2 separate regions of the Gossypium hirsutum genome follow, and region 2 is linked to region 1. Evidence: chromatin contacts called from public Hi-C data. All regions are on one chromosome and are shown on one strand. Each heading gives the region's core, a stretch centred on a gene start, on an enhancer-like site or on the middle of the called end of the contact. The rest is flanking DNA. Distances are from core to core; before and after follow the strand shown.

Region 1 (3,265 bases), core at 493-2,992:
GTAAACAATTGATTGTGAAATGTGATTTGTTCTCATAAATGGTTCTATTCTATTTTCTTCCTTATTATGGGGTTTGTGAAAGTATAGAACTAAAAAGATTTTACGTGGCTCCATTATGTCAGCAGCACATGTGCTGTTCATGTTAAAAAATTTGTACTCAATATTTGTAAGGCCTTGTATAGTGTGGTCAACCAAATAGTCAGAGGGCCAAGGTTGGTCAGTTGGTCTAAGTCAAACACTGAAACTTAAGGATGTGAATTTGGATTGTGGGTTGGATTTTTGACTTGAATATGGATTCAGATGTTGCAAATTCAGATATTATAAGGTTATTTTGGATGCAAAAATTACTATTCGTTTCAAATTTGGAGCAGATGCATATAAACTCCCTCATCAATCCATTATAGGAATCCACATTCCTATACTTGTAGATTTAGATTCAGATATCCACGAATATTTGATTTGAACCTACTAGTTACAAAATAAATGCTTCCAACAAAGTTTGAACACAAAAGTCATGTTTTAACTATCAATATTTACCTTAAACATTGGTTATACTTTACACAAATTAATAAATATAAATTATATTTTTTAAAATTAAATATAAAAATATTATAAAAAATCTCTTCTTTAACATATTATTCTCTAAAATCAAATTTAGTTTATCTTGCACTATATTCTTTTGCGTCACTAAATCTAACCAAATAATGAGATGGAATCATAAAAATCCCTATATTTTTGTTTATCCCCTTTATTTTTTGATCAATTCAATTAGTTAAATTACTTTAAACAAAAATAATAATAATTAATATTTATATAATTTAATAAATATTTTAATTAATATGAATTTACTTTATAGTGTGAGATATAATTATCGTTAATATACATACACACTTAACTTTATATAATATATCAATAGTTATATATAAGTAAATTACGAATAGTGAGTGGTTTTGTTTATTCCTAAACGCAACTTTGTTTCATCTTCCCCGATTGAAATCGAACCATCGACCCATTTTTATTTCTTCACATTCGACAAGACAAATTCGACACAACAGTCTTTTTGGTTCTTGGCTTCTTGAGTGCAACACTTTTCTTTTCCCAACTTATTTGATATAGCTTGAAAACGGGTTTAGTCTATTTTGAAAAAGTGGAATAAGGAAGTGTATGGGCATATTGCTACAAGGAAGCATTCACTCTCATAACCACCATGTATAAGAGCTAACGAAATACCATTTGTAGACAATACATTGAGATTCAATGGATCAACAAAGCACATAGGTTTGATAGTCTGGAAGCTTGAGGGTAACCCACGAGTCTTGATGCCCTTGTGGAGGCTACTTTTACCTAATAGCTTGTATCTCTTTGTAAATATTATTATTATTCTCTAAAATTCATATATAGAATTTGCGTTGTTTTTCAAATCCTCAGTATAAATTTGGTTTTTGGGTTCAGTATTGGGCTAAGCTTACTGATTTGGTTGCTCCAAACTTAGCTGTCTTAAATTTTATTTCGACCTTTATGACACAAATGGTATATATCATTAAAATATGAAATATATAACTGAAAACCAGAAATATTAACCCTAAACATACTTATGCATTTAATGTCTACATTAAAATTACACCTATTAAGGTAATGAATTTGGTATCATAACTGGAATTTGAACACCTATCTTCTCCTTTCCTTTTTAGGTCAACATTAATATGTGTTCAGCGAGGACAAGTGGGGCATCCCCTCTTCTCCACAAGCCTGTAATATCCATATATAAGCACACACAATGTGTGGGTAACATGCAATCAAATACATAGAAACTAAGCCTTCAATTCTCTATGTCTAGAAAGAAAATAAAGCTTGCCTACATTACCAATGATTCAGCAAGGAAAACTACCTACAAGAAAAGAACCAAGGGTCTAGTGAAGAAGGTGCATGAACTCACTACCCTTTGTGGGATTGAAGCTTGTGCTATTAACTCTGCTGATTTCGACTCCCAACCGGAGGTATGGCTGTCCCACGCGGGTGCCCGATGCTTGCTGTCCGAGTTCAAGAAGCTGCCCCTGTCGAAACAAAACAATAAGATGGTTAACCAAGAGAGTTTCCTTGAGCAAAGCTTAGCCAAAGCTACTCAACATCTTAGGAAACTGCGTAAGGAGAATCGACAGAAGGAGTTGAAAAATACCATGTTCCAAAGCCTGAACGGAAAAGGGATATTGCAGAGTTTGAATTCGATGGATTTGAATGAGCTGGGTCCGTTGGTTAAGCAAAACTTGAAGGATATTGACGATAGGGTTCGTGTGCTTACTAAAGCGTCTTGTTCCTAAGGATGTTATTGACAGTGCTCTCTGGTTTTAGTGCCGTCTTTGTCTTGGGATATATAGGATTATCAACTTCAATTTTTGCTTGTATTATGTCGACCAAATATTGAACTCGGTTACCCCTTGAATTTAATATGGTTCAATAAATTACATAGAATTCGAATATTTTATGTGGCTATTGTCTTTGTAATAATCGAAATATATCATTTCCCCCATTTCAGATTTCTATGGAGTCATTTTTTATGAAGGCTTATTTGCAGAAAAATAACATTTTTTTTTTGAACTAGAAAGAAAAAAAGCATATTAATGTTTGTTTTATGAGTTTAGATTAGTACTGAACTATTTGGTTTTCTGATACAAAGAGACCCATACTTCCTTTCCACCCAGAGTTTAAATACGCTTAAATCAACCTTCTCTTATTGTTATAATAAGAAAAATTTCACTTAAGTCAAAATTGAAGAAATTTAAAAAATAGTTTTGTTAATATATTGATAAAAAAACAAGATTTTTTTCTTTCCTTATGACTGAAGATTGTGATGGCTCTCGCTTGTCGAAAGCAGATCGAAATGCCAAAAAAAGTACGTTTTAAAGAAACCGAAGGGGAGGAAGGTATCGATATGGTCGTTGACCTATCCCCTGAACCAACACTTTCTTGGAAGGACAGACTTCTAGGTAAGGGATCTCTTGAGCGTAACAATGTTTCTACTGATTCATATAGGGTGTTTAAGGAGGATTTTAACCTCTTAGATAGAGACATTACGAGATCCATGGTTAATGGAGTCCTGTCGATTGTGTTCTCTGACTGAGTTCAACAGCTTTTGGTTAAGGAGATGGCTACCAAGGTGGTTGTTAAGCTTTTGGGGAGAAATATTGGCTGCACCAACCTACACAACAAGATTTAAAATTTGTGGTGACCGTCCATGCCATTTAAACTTATGGATGTTGAACATGGT
Region 2 (3,784 bases), core at 321-2,820, 180 kb before region 1:
CTCAATGGCTTAGTACCTCAACTCATAGTACCAGGCAACATTTGACTCCTTTCAGAGATGGTTACCATTAATCCTATATTTTATTTTCCAGATGTGCAACAGTTCATACCATAATGGATAAGATTGGGACCTCCCATAGTCCAGTTAATTCTTAAGCACTAGTCAAAACACATAGATGAAAATAGGGTTAGAGGAATACTAATAACATTATTAGCTGTTTCAGGAAATGCCGGGCTAACTTACCAGTAATAATATCAGCATCAAATGGGCATGAGGTGGGGCAAAGAAGCCTGGATTCATGGCTAAGGCAAAGCAAGTTATTAGTGCAAGACTGCTTAAACAAATTCGAAGTTCGATAATCCTTTTCTTCTATCTGACATCTCCATTCGTTAATAGCTAATAAATCTAGCTTGTCCTTATGTCTTCATTTGGGAAAGATATACTTTATTAGATAGTATTTTAACACTTCTTCTTCAAGGATAAGGGGTAAAGCCATATAAAATCCATGCTTGCAAACTATTTAATCAGCCAATGCCTTGATGGAGTAAAAGACAAGCAGATAATTACTAAAAACAGTTGGCTGCTTCATCAAGCAAATGCACATTAAAGAAAAAAGCACCTCGGATTCAATGCTGATATCGTTGGAAATTTTCCTCAACGAAGAAAAAACAACAGCATTTATCCTTTTCTTATTGTTGAATCCACCACAAACACCAGCAGGAAAGAAGCTACAAGCTTTGAAAGGAACTCTTACAGGTTGAATACAAGGGAGAGATGAAATCGCCACTGAAGCTTAAAATGTAAATCTCGGCTATGATTGCAGTTATGTCAAGCTGAAAATAAAAATGGTAAAACAATATTACTAACAAACTAAAAAAACCAGAAGAATGTCGTTAGTTTTAGTGAAAACGATGGTGAACCTCTGTAAAAAGATAAAACTTGATTTTTCATATATAGTTGCTCCCTTGTTTGAACCACAACAAGAAGGTAAACCTAGCTAAGGTTGAGATTGAATATAAAGCCACACAGTTTGTAGTTTATATTGCTTCAAGGGATGAGTCACATGGGAATGAATCAAAATTCAAATTTTTTTCAGAGAACAGAATGAGATGTAAAATGTTAGCAAATAAAAAACCTTTCTTGTATAAGGATGTCAGGCAATGGAGAAGCACCGACACGGATCTTCCCTCTCGTACTGGTGTCCTACGGAATACGAACTGTCAAGACATCGTTGTCCGAAAATGGACACGGATGACTGGCGGCCGGCGAGCGGATGAAGAAGAAGAAGTAGTCTGCTGATGAGTGATGAAGAAGAAGCAGTTGTGGCGGCTGAAAGGAAGGAAAAAGTTATGGAATCAGATCTGAGAAAAACTCACTTTTTTTTTGCAGTCTGTTGATGGTGTGGCCGGTCCTCTAGTTTTTTTTTGCAGTTACCTTCAGCAACAAAAGATTTGCTGGCAGCTTCTGTTTGAGGACATTACACCCAACCAAACGACGGAATAGGTGGGGCCCACGGAATAGGACTGTAATGGCAAACCCATTACACCCAACCAAACATCTAGTAAATTTATAACTATATAATACATTAACTTTTTTTTTTTTCGTTCTTAGGCAGACACTCATATTCCCTTTATTTTCTTCCCCATTTATCCCTTTTTTCCCTTCTCATTTACCGTCCTTACCTTACCTTTGCCTCTGTATTTCGTTCTCTGCAAAAAAAAACCCCAGCATCATCATCTTCATATAAGCGAATCGACTCCAAAGAAGACGGGTATGTTAAAAATCCCATAAATTATCACGATTAAATGTTAAAGTTCTTTTTATCTGTTTACTGAAGTTCTATTCTTGTATATGGGTTTTTTTTTTCCGTTCTGATTCAGGCCAAAGTAAAGTCCGGGAGTGTCCTTTTTTGACACGCTTCTAGTCATGTATGGATTATCAGGAGACTGGTCTATCATATCTTCACCTTCGCCAAAGCCATATCCTCATAAGCCTCCCAAGTGCTCCAATTGTGCTCCTCTTTTCATGAAGGCAACTATTATATCTGCTTTTCTGAAAACTATTATTTGGCATTGTTTAATCAAACCAGTAGTTTATTTTACCGAGTATTTTTTTTTTTGAAATTGTAATCTGGAATTTACTGAGGCGATAATGATCCTATTTTTGATGTTATAGCATTTGTTAGGATAGTATGCTCTTGTGATATGCTTTACTTTTAAACATAATATTCCTTTTCAGCATGACCTTTGATAAGTTTTTACGAGAAAACGAGTGCTTATAGTGTAAGTATCTCAGACATATGATCTGCGTGATGGTGGACCGGTTATCCACAGTCGTGGAATGGAATCATGTCTTGTAACTATGATAAATTCACTTTCAAAAGAGTTTCGCGTAATTTTTTCCCTGACCGAAATATTTTGCTAAAGTGAGCTTTCTGTCTTTCCCTTGCTTTTAATTTCCTTCTCCAGTGTCTTCTCTTTGTTCTTTCTCTTTCAGCGATTGATTTACTTATTCCCTTTTGGACATTTGCAGATCACTCATATGGAAATGATAAAAGGAATTCAGGGGCATGGTTACTATGACGAACTTGTAATCCCAATAATTGAGAACACAGCCTATGAAAATGATATCACGGATTCCCTTGCCAAAGCTGTATGTTTCTTTTGTGTTCATCTCGTCAATAGGAACTATGAGATTGACTTTCATGATGATCATAGATTTTCATGTGGCTGAAAAATATTAATGAGTATTCTATATCAACAAGCAGTATATGAGTCTATTTCCTGGTTGCACTTGATTCACCTTTGTTACTTCAATTCTTCATTTTCTTGAAGTATCCATGTCCAACATGGATTCAGACACCGTTATGGGTGTATTATGCTTCAAATATATAGAAAAACATTGAAAAATTTGAGCATGCCCGTATTGGACACACGCCTATATCCAATACTTTCCCCCAAGTCAGAGCAACATAGTTATCAACAACCTTTCTTGAGTCTCTGAATTGAAGCTCACTAGAAATTCATCTTGCATATGCTAAATCATTCGTTATGCTTGACTTTGTCCAATTACAATGTTGTCTTCACTATATTGAAGTTCACTTTATTGGTTTTCAGATTGAAGTGTATCCTAAGACAACTGCTGTGCTTGTTCGCCATCATGGCATATACGTATGGGGTGACTCATGGATCAGTGCTAAAACTCAGGTATGTGAAACTTGAAATTTCAGAATATGCATCTTGGTTTCTCTCTTTTGGCTTTTCCAATGCTCCTTCCCAGTAAGACAGATTCTTACATGTTGCGTTGGTCGTATGTGTTTCTTACTTCAGCAGTGACATACTATTTCAGGCTGAATGTTATCATTACCTCTTTGATGCTGCTGCTATCAAACTCCATCATCTAGGCTTAGACTGGTCTACTCCAGATCATGGCCCCATTCAGAATGTTAAAGGATTTTCAAGCATCAATAGCGTGATAAAAAGGGTGGCTACGAAGGTTGGGACAGTGGATTCGAATTTTAAACTCCAGCCATATCCAGTAAGCACATATTTTCTCTAAAATCGGACAAATTCTGGGTTTTCTAGACGTGTGTTTCCTTCTAACAAAAATCTCTAATGTTGGGATAACATTGTTGTAGACTCTTGATTGTTTTATTGCTTAACAAGAAAATTGTTACTTTCATTTATCAAACACTCTCTCACTGTACATTGTTTTTTTTACCGTTGCAGCGCTGCATTGTGCTTGACATTGAAGGAACTACAACTCCTATTTCATTTGTAACAGA

What was found. A called contact is a pair of places that touch in the nucleus more often than the background predicts.
Region 2: a contact with region 1 is called in a Hi-C map of leaf, with 2.5 times the contacts expected there. The contact joins the promoter of LOC107920116 here to the promoter of LOC107919625 in region 1. A contact is called at or near these places in 2 of 34 Hi-C or Micro-C datasets (both in leaf).

The regions. Positions count from the first base shown.
Region 1 is chrD13:51,881,389-51,884,653 of Gossypium_hirsutum_v2.1, reverse strand. It overlaps LOC107919625 (agamous-like MADS-box protein AGL80), which reads left to right and starts at 1,742. Exons shown (of 1, transcript XM_016849049.2): 1 at 1,742-2,559. The coding sequence starts at 1,830. The coding sequence ends at 2,318.
Region 2 is chrD13:52,060,346-52,064,129 of Gossypium_hirsutum_v2.1, reverse strand. LOC107920116 (probable bifunctional methylthioribulose-1-phosphate dehydratase/enolase-phosphatase E1) reads left to right here and starts at 1,570. Exons shown (of 11, transcript XM_016849649.2): 1 at 1,570-1,771; 2 at 1,881-2,031; 3 at 2,533-2,652; 4 at 3,117-3,206; 5 at 3,349-3,537; 6 at 3,729-3,784. The coding sequence starts at 1,927. It overlaps LOC107920119 (a long non-coding RNA gene), which reads right to left and starts at 1,547. Exons shown (of 3, transcript XR_005923008.1): 1 at 1,136-1,547; 2 at 110-833.